Regions from separate parts of the Zea mays genome. Here region 1 is linked to region 2. The links are chromatin contacts, called in public Hi-C maps. All regions are on one chromosome and are shown on one strand. Each heading gives the region's core, a stretch centred on a gene start, on an enhancer-like site or on the middle of the called end of the contact. The rest is flanking DNA. Distances are from core to core; before and after follow the strand shown. Region 1 holds the start of LOC100273784 (ENTH/VHS family protein). Region 2 holds the start of LOC100192936 (delta3,5-delta2,4-dienoyl-CoA isomerase).

Region 1 (6,526 bases), core at 1,220-3,719, 140 kb after region 2:
CTCATTTAGTTCCAACGTCTGAGGGCACTGCGCGGGAGAATCGGATCAACACTGTGGATAATGCTTAAACCCAATGAGTCGTCTGAGCTCGGGTTTATCCAATCTTGCGTCAATCCATTCTGCCAGTGGTTCCTTCCCTGGCCCACGAAGGGATGGCCTTGCGAAGTAATGGGCCCAAAGTCTTTCGCGAGGCCTTTCTAGCCTTCTAGTGGACCGAGGGATATCTGTCCCCCACAAGGCGTGGTTAAATGCGGTCGACTATTTATGGCAGGCCAATCTGGGGCCGGCGCAAAATCCACTCGAGTGGTTCCCTTCCGACACGCCCGCCCCCTATCAGGTTCCACACGTCTGATCCCGGGCTCGGTGAGAGCATCTAGAGTGGAGGGTGAATAGGTGATCCTGTGAATTTTGCTCAAAACAACACAATCTTGGTCTATAATATGGGTTAGAATAAATAACACCAAGTTTGAGAGTACAGAGATGATAATTCTTCACTTGATTGCTCTTTTGAGACGAGTATTAAACTAGGAACAATATTCCAAGTTAACACGAGAACTTGGTCGTCCAGGTTTTTTAGGGCTCCATCTCTGCCCCTGGTCGTCCAGGTTGGACCTGAAAGTTTAGGCCAGGCTATTTGGGACCGCCTAGGCATAGCCCGAAAATAAGAGTCCAAAGCACATCACGACACAAAAAGTCTGGGCTGGCACGACCATAATGGCTGGGTTGGGCCGCGTCTAAAACTTAGGCACGATGGACGACACAACACAACACGACTAAATGGGCCGTGCTTAGGCCGACACGACACAAAGTGAGACAAATCATAAAACTAACGTTTAAATGGTATTCCATGCTATAATATTTTTATCTATTCACAAAAGTTATAAAAACATTGTTTTCTCTTTATCATATGTTTTTAATCTATAACAAAGTTATGAATAATTTAAAGACATATTTTTAGACATATATAAGGTTTTTTCTCCGTATCGTGTCGGGGCCCGCAAGGTCCGAGCATCGGCCCATCGTGCTTTTGGCCCATACCGTGCCTAGGTTTTAGTATTTGGGCATGGACCAACCTAGCCCGAAATTATTTCGTACTGTACTGACCCAAAAAAAATTGGGCCGAAGCACGATGGGCTCATACAGTTTTGGTTCGGCTCGGTCCAACTTTCAGTTCTAGTTTGGGTTGAATTCAGAGACATTTTCTCTAAAAAGATCGAGTATGTGTAGGCATGTGTTGCTAGTTAGTATTATGAGATTTCTTGAACAGTCTCTTCAACATTTGAATATCTAGTCAACATAAATATCAATTTTAGGTTGTTTCCAGTGCTAACGAGGGTGGGGGTGAGAGGACGAGTCTCAGGAACGAACGATGATCGGGATCGCCCGATGACATCGTGCCTGCCGCTTCGCTCTAGCACAAACTAGAGAGCGGGTTCAGGCAGTAGAGAGCGAGAGACGAGTGATAATGGGACGATGCGACGCACTGGGCACGAACGGGTGAGAGGAATGTAGTGAGAGTGTCTTGGCGGCATCTGATTGGTCCACGTCAGCCAGTGCCATATGTACAAGTCATTGGTGATTGTTTCGAGTCCTATTTTTATTTTTTTAAAAATCACAAATTGCATCCCAGATCATTTATAAATACTCTCACTTAGTTGGAGTTCATTTCACACATTATTTTATCTCATGCAATTTTTTTATTATTACGTTATTCTATTTTAAGTATTATGTAATACATAATTTTTAATTCAATAAAAAATTATGTTGTACAATTTTTAGGTGTAAAAATAAATTAGTATGGATAATTAATTGTGAAATAAAAAATTGATGTGACTGTGGACTGAGCCTATAGTCTACTCTAGTCTGGGGGTGGGCGAGAGTGTAGTGAAGAGTTGACGTGACCAGGGCGATAGAGAGATGGAGTGGCACCAGCCTTCACTCTCATGATACATCAGTGCAGCTGTTTTTTTTTTAAAAAAAAGGTAAGCTTGCTTGGCCGCCACCGCCACCAACCAAACGTACATACAAACTTGCCCGCCGAACTGCTGTCACGCTGTGTAGCAGCAGCAGTCCAAGCAACGGAACAGTGGGACGCAGCACAGGCGCATACGGCATACCCCACGTTTCTCCCTCATTTCCAACGGGCTACGGTGACGGGGGAAGGGATAGATAGACAGATAGAGATAGATAGATAGATAGATAGAGGGAGAAAGAGCCCAAAGACAGCCAGCGCCGTGCCGCGGTCTGCTAGATACAGTGACAGAAACGATCCGCAACGCAGGCAGGCCCGCCGCGCAGCCCAGGATCCATCCATCCACCTCACACCGCGTCGTCGTCCAGCTCACACTCCCCGGCCGCGCCCCCGCTGCTCCTCGCCGCGGGGTCACGCGCGCAGGCAGGCGAGCGACCAGTAACTGACGTCTCTCCTTCCTCCCCCCCCTGCTCCGGCCCCTCTACAAATCCCCGATTAAACCCTAGACTTCCCTCCCCACCCAAATGCGCGCCCCCTCCTAGGCGGCGCCCCTCGAATTCGGCACCGGCTCCGCCGAAGGTACGGCATCTCTCGCGCTCCGCTCGCTCTATTCCTGCTCTGCTCTGGTTTTGATCTAGCTCGAGCTCGCCGGCGCTGCCGCGTTGGCGCTGTGTTGTGTAGTTCGCCGCCTGCTCTGGGATTTAGGAACCGCTGCCGCTGCCGCTGCCGCTGCGCCTGGTGTATGTCTGTTTTTGTCTGGGATGTTCGTGCGTGTGAATTTTCTCCTGACTCGTTTTCCCCCCTTGTTTGAGCCGCGCTGGGACGGTTTCAGCCGGAATCCGGTCGGGGCCTCGAATGATTTTTTCGCTTGTTTGATTAGGCGGCAGCATGTTTCTCTGTTTTCTCTCTCTCTGGGTTTCCTGGTGATGTTGTGTGCACGCGCACACCTGCTACACACCTGCTGCGCGTTTCCTGGGCGAGATTCTGTAGCTGCAAGGTTTTGCTCTGCCGTCGACGACGATCATGCCATGTGCTGCTCGGGTAGGCGGGCTATTACTCAGTCTCTGCTTCTGCTCCTCCGTCTGCTGATGCTCTCCATACTCCAGGACAGAACTCCAGGTCTGTCATGAGGAGAGGCAGTTCTCATTTACGGCTTGCGTGGCCCGTCATCCTTTCTGGGGCTGCTTTTACTGCTTTATCGAAAAGGCTGGAGTTTTTGTTGCCCTTCCTTTGCAAAGACAGAGTAGGACTCTAGCTACTAGTGTCGGCTATCAATGCCTGGTTGTTGGTGAGTTGCGAATGGGTTTTTATTTGGCTTCCAGGCGCATCTGTGGTTTAACTTTGGTTATGTTTTTTAATGGGTTCCTTTTCAGAACCTGAATATTCGGTGCAGTCACAATGTCTGAAAACAACATACAAGAGTATCTATTTTGCCACTTTATTTTCCATGATTATTCCATCTTCGGCACATTATTTCAGCATGAAGTGATTTATGGACTGTACTTAATATTGATTTTCAAGCCAGGGTGCGTATAATGAGTGCGGGTTTCGACAAGCAGATATTGGCTCAGAAGCTTTCGAAGCTTAATAGCTCACAGCAGACCATAGAGAGTATCCTTCTTGCCAGTTTCTCAATCCCCATTAACTTAATACTTTTTTTTGTCTGCGTGAAGTATTTTTTATATTAACTTCTCATATGAGTATTTTTCATATTTTATTGGCTCGTATAGCTGTAAGGTTTGCAAAGTGCATAATCATACCTTAAGATTACAGGAAAAAAGGTAGTTTTGTTGTCTTAACTTTCCAGACCACTGTGTCAATAAATCCCATTCAGTTGATGACCTTTCATGCTTCATTGTGACCAGTTAGTAGTATTATGCTAGTCATTCGCTGTCGCCTGCTCAAGATTGGTACCTACTATTGCTGGCTATTTTCTTATGTGCTACATTATTTTATTGATTCATGTAATGTCATCCTTAACAAAAAAAAGCTTTATCACATTGGTGTGTCTTTCATCATCGTTGCTGCCAACAAGTTGTAGAAACATGGGATTCTGAGTTCCATGCAGCTCCTGTAGAGAGGAGGGTATCTTTGCTGTACCTTGCGAATGATATTATGCAGAATAGCAGAAAAGAAGGTAATGGATATATAGCTGAATTCATGAGGGTCATCCCTGCTGCCTTGAATGGAGTGTTGACTGTAAGAGATGATTTTGGGCGGAATGTCCCAAAAAGACTGGTATGTTGTACATATCATTGATATCTATATTCATGCAAGTGCATGTGCATTATTTCTCATGTTGTTCAAATTGTGGTTTTGGTTATCATCATAACAAATATGCTAACAACGTCATGCCCATATCTATGTGCTTAATTTAGGGGCAAGGTTATTAGAATGCTAATCACTAAGCTTACTATTTGACATTTTTATTCAAGATACTCTTCGTGCACAAGATATGCAGAGCATGCGAGGGTTCGTGAATAGTATTTCTAGCCTCTAGGAATGAGTGCAAAAAAAAACAATCATGTTCTTGCCTTCACTCCTCTCAATCATTTTCTTTCTCTTAAAGCAATGGGGGTTGGGGAATTCGGTGCTTGTGTTACATACCGGTGATGAAGAAAGGTGGTGTGAAGTATGGAGAACTTGAAAGCTCGCTCTTCACCTTAACTTTGTTGGCATGTCCTAATTTAGAAGTTAGCATATCCATTGTCATGGTTGTCATTGTGTTTGCGGACTCATGTCAAGATACTTAGGCAGAGCATGGTGCTAACAGTACGAGTAAAGTCGACTGTGGTTGATGGGATTTTTTGGGGTAGGGCAACATTACTGTCCCCCTCCCTCTCATTTATTGGTGTATGCTGTTGAAAGGATGGCCATAGAAAGCAGGCCTCAACAGTGCACCTATGCTAATGCTTAGATGAGTCATGAGACACACGAGGTAAAAGGGTCAAAGAGCATTGCACCATGGAGCCTGCTTAACAATGGCCTATTGGTGGGCTCACAGACAAACCTGTCGCGTCCTGATGTTCAATGCCCTAGGTTCATTGTCTCCACAACTTGGACGACGTGGGTCAATGTTTGGGGCAAGTGGGATAGTATCTTGAACATTGGCGTGGTAAAGCCATCAATGTTCACAGACTCTAGATCCCAACTAGGCGGAGAACTTTGATTAGGGTGTCACGCATGCATGTCTCCATGTAGGTGATAATGGTTGGGGAGGCACGCTCAGTGGATGAAGGATTGTAGCGGTGGCATGATATCTTGTTGTCCATGTCTGTGTGAGATCTTGGTTCTTAGTGCCAACATCACCTATCAGTGATTAGCTAGCGTTGAGCCTAACAAACTCAAGTGGGCTTGTATGTTGAACATGCAAAAGCTAGATTGCAAGCTTATTTTGTGGAAGAAACTGAAGGAGATGGAATGTTTATTGCTATTGCTTTTTTTACAAGATTTTTTAAGGAATGATCCACAACTTTTATTTTGACCGGTTGTTAATTTGTTTGATAAGCTTGTAGGTGGGGTGGGTAATTACCGCAACCCGCCCTGCAAAATCACGTTTGTGGCTCATATGGGCTAGCTACAATTGTTTTTGCGGACCAAATTACCAAACCTGCAAGTGTTTGCTTTGGTTCGCAAGCGGTTATCAGTGATTTGAAAGCCTCCATCTATGCCCACTTCGCCTACCTAGCTCTGATCCTCTCAATTCAACACACAGGCCGACTACAGTATCAAGCATGCTTGTTGTTTTGCTTCAAACCAACACAGAAGCATGGAAGCTGAAAACTCATTGACAACGAATGTATGAGGCACTTAGGGAGTCAGGCATCTTCTGCAGTGGGGTGTCTGCGCCGACGGGGCTATAGGCTACCGTCGGCACACATCAAGATCGTGAAGCATTCCATGGGGGAGATCGTGGACAACAACAACAAGATGATCTCAAGTGAGGTACCCTTGGTGTTCTCCAAGGCATCGTCGAGTTTATGTCGTCATAGCAGACAACACTGGTTTAGACATGCTGTCTAGACTGTGCACGACACCGACCTCTTCAACTTACTCATCCATGTCGTCATAGCGGACAACGCGTGACAAGCTAAGTGAGGTGAGAAAAACTTCGATGTTGATAGTGTGCAAATTGTCGTGAAGTTTGCAAAGTACCAGCGGTTCCATGCGTATTTGTCACCAATCTCTCAAGGATTCTAGCGGCTTGTGTGGACAGCCGTGGATGAGCCTGTCGACAATGCAATTGTTCGGTGAGATCCAATTGAGGCATGTTTTCCTATGTAATCCTCTATTTTTTTGAACCTCATTGAGGATTGATCATCAAACGATTGTCCAAAAAAATCATTCATGTGCCATGCAACATGTTACAAATAGTAGTTTGGATTTCCATTTTGACCTTGTAGATGTAGCGACGTGTAATAGGTAAGCTCTCATGGACTGCTATAATTGGATGCCAAGTGGCACAACTTGTCTATTCTTCAAATGATTTATTGTTTTGCAAATCCTTTGAAGGAATCATACTCCTACACGAGTAATAGGTTGTCCACTTCATGC
Region 2 (6,172 bases), core at 340-2,839:
CTTTGCATTTCCAGATACGTAGCACCACTTGTTAAGTAACACAGAGGTATGGTATGATGGTATCTGATCATTACAGCTTGGAGAACACAGGCTTCCGCTTCTCCAGGAAGGCTCTGATGGCCTCCTTCAGATCGTTCGACCTCATCATACCCGCGTTCCATGTGGCTACATGCTCCAGGCCTTGTTCTATGGTCGCATCCCTGCTTCTCAGCAGAACGGCCTTGGTTCCAATCACCGCCCATGCCGACTTGTCAGCTATTTCTGAAATTGTCAGCCATAGATTCAGTCCAGGACAAGAACATGACAGACAGATCATGTTCACGCACGAGTGAGTTCAAGATAGTTTGCAGTTTAACGTAGCAGACGAAGTAAGAAAGAACACTCGTTGGAGCATAATACTCGCATGGTGGAACAACCGTTATACTCCTACAAGGCTACAAGCTAGTTAACAATTAATTATCTTGAGCTTGATATATTGGTGGTACAAGGGTTGTCAAAAGGGCTGCTGTGACAGTCCTTGTTGCTCACTAGATAGCATAATTACAGCTTGTTGCTTTCAGCTTTGTGGCAGCATGAGTTTTAATACTCCCTCCCTTATTTTTTCTATTTGTCACTTTTTAGTTCAAAAATGATCTAGCGGCGACACAGATATTCGAGAACGGCATCTCGATGTTAAACAAGGCAGAAGCATGAGCAATTATAGTATGTCTAAGAAGACAGATAACAGTAGATGTTGGTACCTTTGGCGATCTTTGCGACGCCCGCATCCAAGTCTTGCTTGGAATCAAAGACCCTGGTAACCAACCCCATGTCCTTGGCCTCCATGGCGTTGATCTTGCGTCCGGTGAGCGCGAGGTCAGCAGCGTTGCCGTAGCCGACGATCCGCGGGAGGCGCTGCAGCGCGCCGAGGTCGGCGACGATGGCCATGTCCACCTCCTTGAGCACGAAGGAGGCGTCCCTGGAGCAGCACCTGATGTCGCAGGCGGCCACGAGGTCGACGCCGCCGCCGACGCAGGCGCCGTGCACCGCCGCGACGACGGGCTTCCGGCACCGCTCGATGGCCGTGAGCGCCGCCTGCATGTCGAGGACCGCGCGGCGGAGCCCCTCCGCGGCGGCCACGGGATCGGCGGAGGCGGCGGACAGCGGGTCCCCGGGGCCCCCGAGCTCGATGCCCGCGCAGAAGTGCGGGCCCGCGGCGGACAGCACCACGGCGCGCGCCGAGGGGGCGCGGTCCAGCAGAGACATGGCGCGCGGGATCTCCGCGAACGCGGCCGGGCTCAGCGCGTTGCGCTGCGCCGGGCGGTTGAGGCGGACCTCGTAGACCCCCGCGGAAGGGTCCGGCCGCGTCACGGCCAGGGTCTCGAACCCCGCGCGGAGCTCCGCGTCGGATGCGTCACGGTCGCCGCCGCCGGCCATCCGTGGTGGGTTGATGTGGCGTGCGGCTACTACCTGCCTCTCGCGGCCTTCGCTGCTGCTGGTTGCGGGATAAAAGGCAGCGGGTGATTTGTCGCCACGCTCTGCTCGCTCTTGTTCTTGTTTTTGGATCTCGGAGACATCTAAGGTAAGCGGAGGCGGATAGGGATAATCATCTTCTGACTTATATCGCTCCTGGACGGATCAGTAACAGCGGCGGTTAAATCGATCATTCTTCCATGTGTATTCTTTGGAGAAGGTGACCCTGATCGGCCAGCGCCCGGCGGAGTGACAGTGAAAGCCCTTCGACTTGGCAACGCTCGGAGGAACGGATATCACGGCCCAGCCCATTATAGGATCCGCACTAGACCAACCACATACTGCGGTTAAAATTTCTCACAAACAGTAATAGTTTAAATGCACCATAATTTGTCTTTTTTATAACTGTTAGAGTAAGATGGATTTGACCATAAAATTTTGTATATAAATGAGGTAAGGTTAGATGTATATTCATGTTTTTTTAGAAATTTTTGAAACTTTTTTTTTGTAGGTTTGCATGGGGTTTGCACCAAAATGTGGTTTGCATTCGATATGTTCCCCTCTTAAAGTGTCTCTAGAAGGTTAATTTAAAAATACAAGAGACAGACTCTTCACGAATAGACCATCTCTACACAACACTCCATACATAATGTCTCTTAATTGCATTTATGGTCTATGGGCTCATGATTGTACCACTTAGTCTCTTACCTTTTTTATACTTAGAAAATCGAACCACCGTATCAGAGTTGTACTTGCCCTTATATTGATAAAAAGAAAGCTTCAAAATAGGTAACAACAACCTTTAAAAGGACTACAACAAAAATAACCAGTACAACAAAAGCTACGCCAACCCTACAAACAAGAGCAACACCCGAACAACAGGAGTGCACGACAACGTTAGCAACACGAGCATACAAAAAACACACAACACAACAAAGACAAAATCTAATAAAAAAAGCAAAGAAACCTCCACCACGAAGTCCCAAAAAGCACGACATTTTAAACTCAAAAGCTTCTTGATGAGGTCTGATTGCAACAACTCCTTTAGATGATCTGCGCAGGCTTGAATTGAACTCACCTTGGGCTTCTCGTCAATCCTAATCCCCTGATCTTTAAACACACCACGTTGTGCAAGACTAGCACTTCGATGAAGCGACGAACTTTTATAGGACTTACAGCGCGCCTAACCGTCGTAGTCGATGCTGAGGGGGAACTAAAGGAGGGCATGCAAGTTCATCATCATCTTTAGCTCTGGTGGACGAGTGTGCTCATAATTGAGACCAATGGCAAACAAAGAAGCAGGATAAGTGCAGCACCAAAACCAACCAAGGTTTGTATGGATAGGTAGGTTATGAGCAAGTAAGAACCTTCAAATCAAGTACTGGTTCATAAGGGTGCAAGTCCAATTGCCTTAGTCAAGAAGAGCAATTAATCGTGCCTAGAGCAAATACCATAATCAAAAACAAAGAATCAAACATCATTGCACATGCCAATGTACTTAGAGCACATCTAACTTCATCGTTTTTAATAAACCATGTATAGTCGTATAGATATGTGCTCAGTTTGTAGTTTATCAATTTTATTTTTAATCATAGGTAAAGTTGATGCAGAACTCAAAATACCAACTCAAGCAAAAGTTTTTCTTTTGGTTACTTATACAGGATACACTAAATACCAGAGCCATGTTTAGAAGAAGAAATATGGAACTAGACTCACACATGTGAAAATTGTATATCGTTGAAAGATGAAGCCTTGTCTCGTCTTTTTTTTAAGTTCAGCATTGCGAGAAGATGCTGACACACGATTGGACTCACATCGCGATTTACCTCTAATATGCACATAGCAATCCAACATTTGAGACGGCAGCTAATAAGGCCTTAGAACATGGAAGTCATAATAGCAATCACATGATGCATCCGGAAATGCAGAAAGAGTTGGAAATGCAGAAACAATTGGATCTTTGAAAACACCCCCTACAATGTCAAATTGTAAGGACTTGTTCAAAAAGAGATGCTTCTCGTCTATTATAGACCAAAGCACACAATGTCTACCTTTATTAGACTTTGGTTATGAAACTTGTAAAACTCCTCCTCTCTTAATTCCTTATGTAAAACTCCTCCTTCCATGTACCCTAGGTAACTTGTACATATTTCCCTCTAATAAAATACTATAGGGACCCCCTACAATGATATTTATAAGAAAAAGGTCGGGCATGGGGTCAATGCACAAGAGGGTTTCAACGTCAAGAAGGGAGAAAATAGGGAAAACCCTAGGATATAGGACGAGAGGGCCTAAAGTAGAGCCTATGGGGTGTGAAGTGGAGATGCTTATCTTAGTGGTCTTTGATTGTGTTGGAGAGGAAATTCTCCGGCCGGGTGGCGGAACGCACCCGCCCTAAATCCTAAGATGAGGAGGGGCCTAAGCGTTTTGCCTGTTAGATGGAATCGGGAAGAACACAAGAACACACAAGGGTTTAGAGTGGTTTGGGTTGCCGGGGCGTAATACCCTACTCCACTATGTGTTGTATTGAGCTTGAGAGTAGAGATGGCAACGGGTACATACCTACCGGGTACCACGTCCCCACACTCGTACCCGCCTAATAAAAATACACCCGTTAAGATACCCACATTCGGTCACGGGTACAAAAAATCCCCGTACCTGCACCCATACGGGTAAATTTACCCGATGGGTTACCCATACCCGCGAGAACAACACATACACCAACAGTATTGTAAATATCAAATAATCAACATTGCACCATACATATGATTATAGATAAGTTTGACAAACTTCAAAGAGTGCAAAAGCACAAGCAGCAAGCTGTAAGCTTGAGAACTAGTAATATTACATTATTACATCACAATGATTATAGATTTATAGGATAGATAAGTCACAATCAACATCACATGCACCTAGCCACCAGATTTAGAAAATTAGACCACATCAAGTGATAAGTATGCATTCTGTAGACAACAAATTCCAGCAATCCTCCATTCCTCATTGTGCCCAGCGACCAAGCCGACCATCGACCAACATTACACTACCTGCTGTTGCAGTTATATTGTTGTTTCCTACAGTTTAAAAATAGAGAATAAAGAGAATAAATTGCTACTTCATGCAGTTTAGTTTATATTGACTGCAATAGAAAATAAATGAATAGATATCAGAATGTCCTCTTGAATATCTTGAAGACAAGACCAAAAGCTAGTTGGTTGTTTTTCTTTGTCATCAACTTCAAAAACATGAATAGTTAGTTTACAGCTAAAAAGAGAATATATTTTATACACATACACCATATATACCTTTGTACTTGTTTCGAATCCAGTCTTGTGAACACATTAGAGCTTCCAACATTTTAGGAGTTAGTCTACTGCGATGCTCACTAAGCACTCTCCCACTTGTGCTAATAGCAGACTCTGAAGCAACTGTAGTAACAGGAATTGCATATATCTTTTGCTATCTTCCTCAAAGTAGGATAGCGTGTTCCAGCAACCTTCCACCAATCTAAAACCTGAAAATTTTTTGTTGCTAATGGAACCAGTTCATCCTCAAGATAACGATCTAGCTCAGATTTAAACAACATTTCCATTGGCCTTTTACTTGCAATTCGAGCACTAAACGAAGATATATAAGAAGTCCATGTTGTCAAGTGAAGATGGTAGTTCTTCAGTGTAATCTTCATCCTCTTCCACATGATACTCATTCATCAAATCACTCAATAGTCCTTTGACTTCAGCAACCTTAACCTCACAATCCTTTCCAGTCGTACCAAGTAACCACTCAAAACACATAAGTAGCATTAAAGTTTTGAATCGAGGATCAAGAACAGCGGCAATGCCCATTAGACCTTGAATATCAGACCAATACTTATCAAACTTTGTCACCATATTAACTGACATTGCTTCTACAAATGCATTGCCACAAATGGACCATTGTCTAATTTTTGTTCTGATCTCACAAATTTTTGTGAAGTAAATATTGGCAGTAACATACTCGGTTCCAGAAAACAATTCAGTTATGTCATTGAACAATTTAAGTCTTTCTACAACATCCTCTGCAAATTTCCATTCTTCCTCACTTGGCACACAAGTATATTGCTTATCAACACGACTAGCTCTAACAAAAACAACCTTATATGGTAATGCAAGACTAAGCATTTTATAGGTCGAATTCCATCTAGTCTTGCAATCAAGGCCTATTTTCTTATTAATAGGAATTTTAACAAATTTAGCCACTTCCTCAAATTTTTCAACCCTCTTTGGTGTGGCTGTCCAATAAGCAACACTTTCACGAATATTTTCAATGACATCTTTCAGCTCTTCTAACCCATCCTTAACAATTAAATTAAGAATATGTGCACAACAACGCATATGTAACACTTTTCCATCATTGATAAGCTTACTTTTGCCAATTTTTCGCACAAGCAAAGGAACTACAACATCATTTGTAGTGCAGTTGTCTAGAGTAATGGTGGATACCTTCTCATCAATATTCCATTCAACAAGTGCCTCATAAAGTTCTTCACTAATAATTTCAGCGGTATGAGGCGCGGGGACATAAATGAACCTATACATATTATATGCAATTAGACCCACACACAAAATTGTAATGAATTTCACTATATGCATTATGCAATGGACAAAAATTACCTCATAATTATATTTCTTAGAGTCCAAGATTCATCAATAAAGTGAGATGTAACAGTCATATAACCTCTCTT

The links. Hi-C and Micro-C count contacts between places; a contact is called where the count stands out from the background.
Region 1: a Hi-C map of endosperm shows a contact between it and region 2, with 5 times the contacts expected there. The contact joins the promoter of LOC100273784 here to the promoter of LOC100192936 in region 2. A contact is called at or near these places in 19 of 25 Hi-C or Micro-C datasets (bundle sheath, ear, endosperm and 5 more) and 2 of 3 datasets of contacts at active chromatin or transcription factors (leaf and seedling).

Annotation. Positions count from the first base shown.
Region 1 is chr8:166,811,185-166,817,710 of Zm-B73-REFERENCE-NAM-5.0, forward strand. LOC100273784 (ENTH/VHS family protein) reads left to right here and starts at 2,470. Exons shown (of 4, transcript NM_001148187.1): 1 at 2,470-2,551; 2 at 3,498-3,583; 3 at 3,963-4,210; 4 at 5,688-6,491. The coding sequence starts at 3,508. The coding sequence ends at 5,777.
Region 2 is chr8:166,667,202-166,673,373 of Zm-B73-REFERENCE-NAM-5.0, forward strand. LOC100192936 (delta3,5-delta2,4-dienoyl-CoA isomerase) reads right to left here and starts at 1,590. Exons shown (of 2, transcript NM_001138117.1): 1 at 741-1,590; 2 at 1-261. The coding sequence starts at 1,416. The coding sequence ends at 71.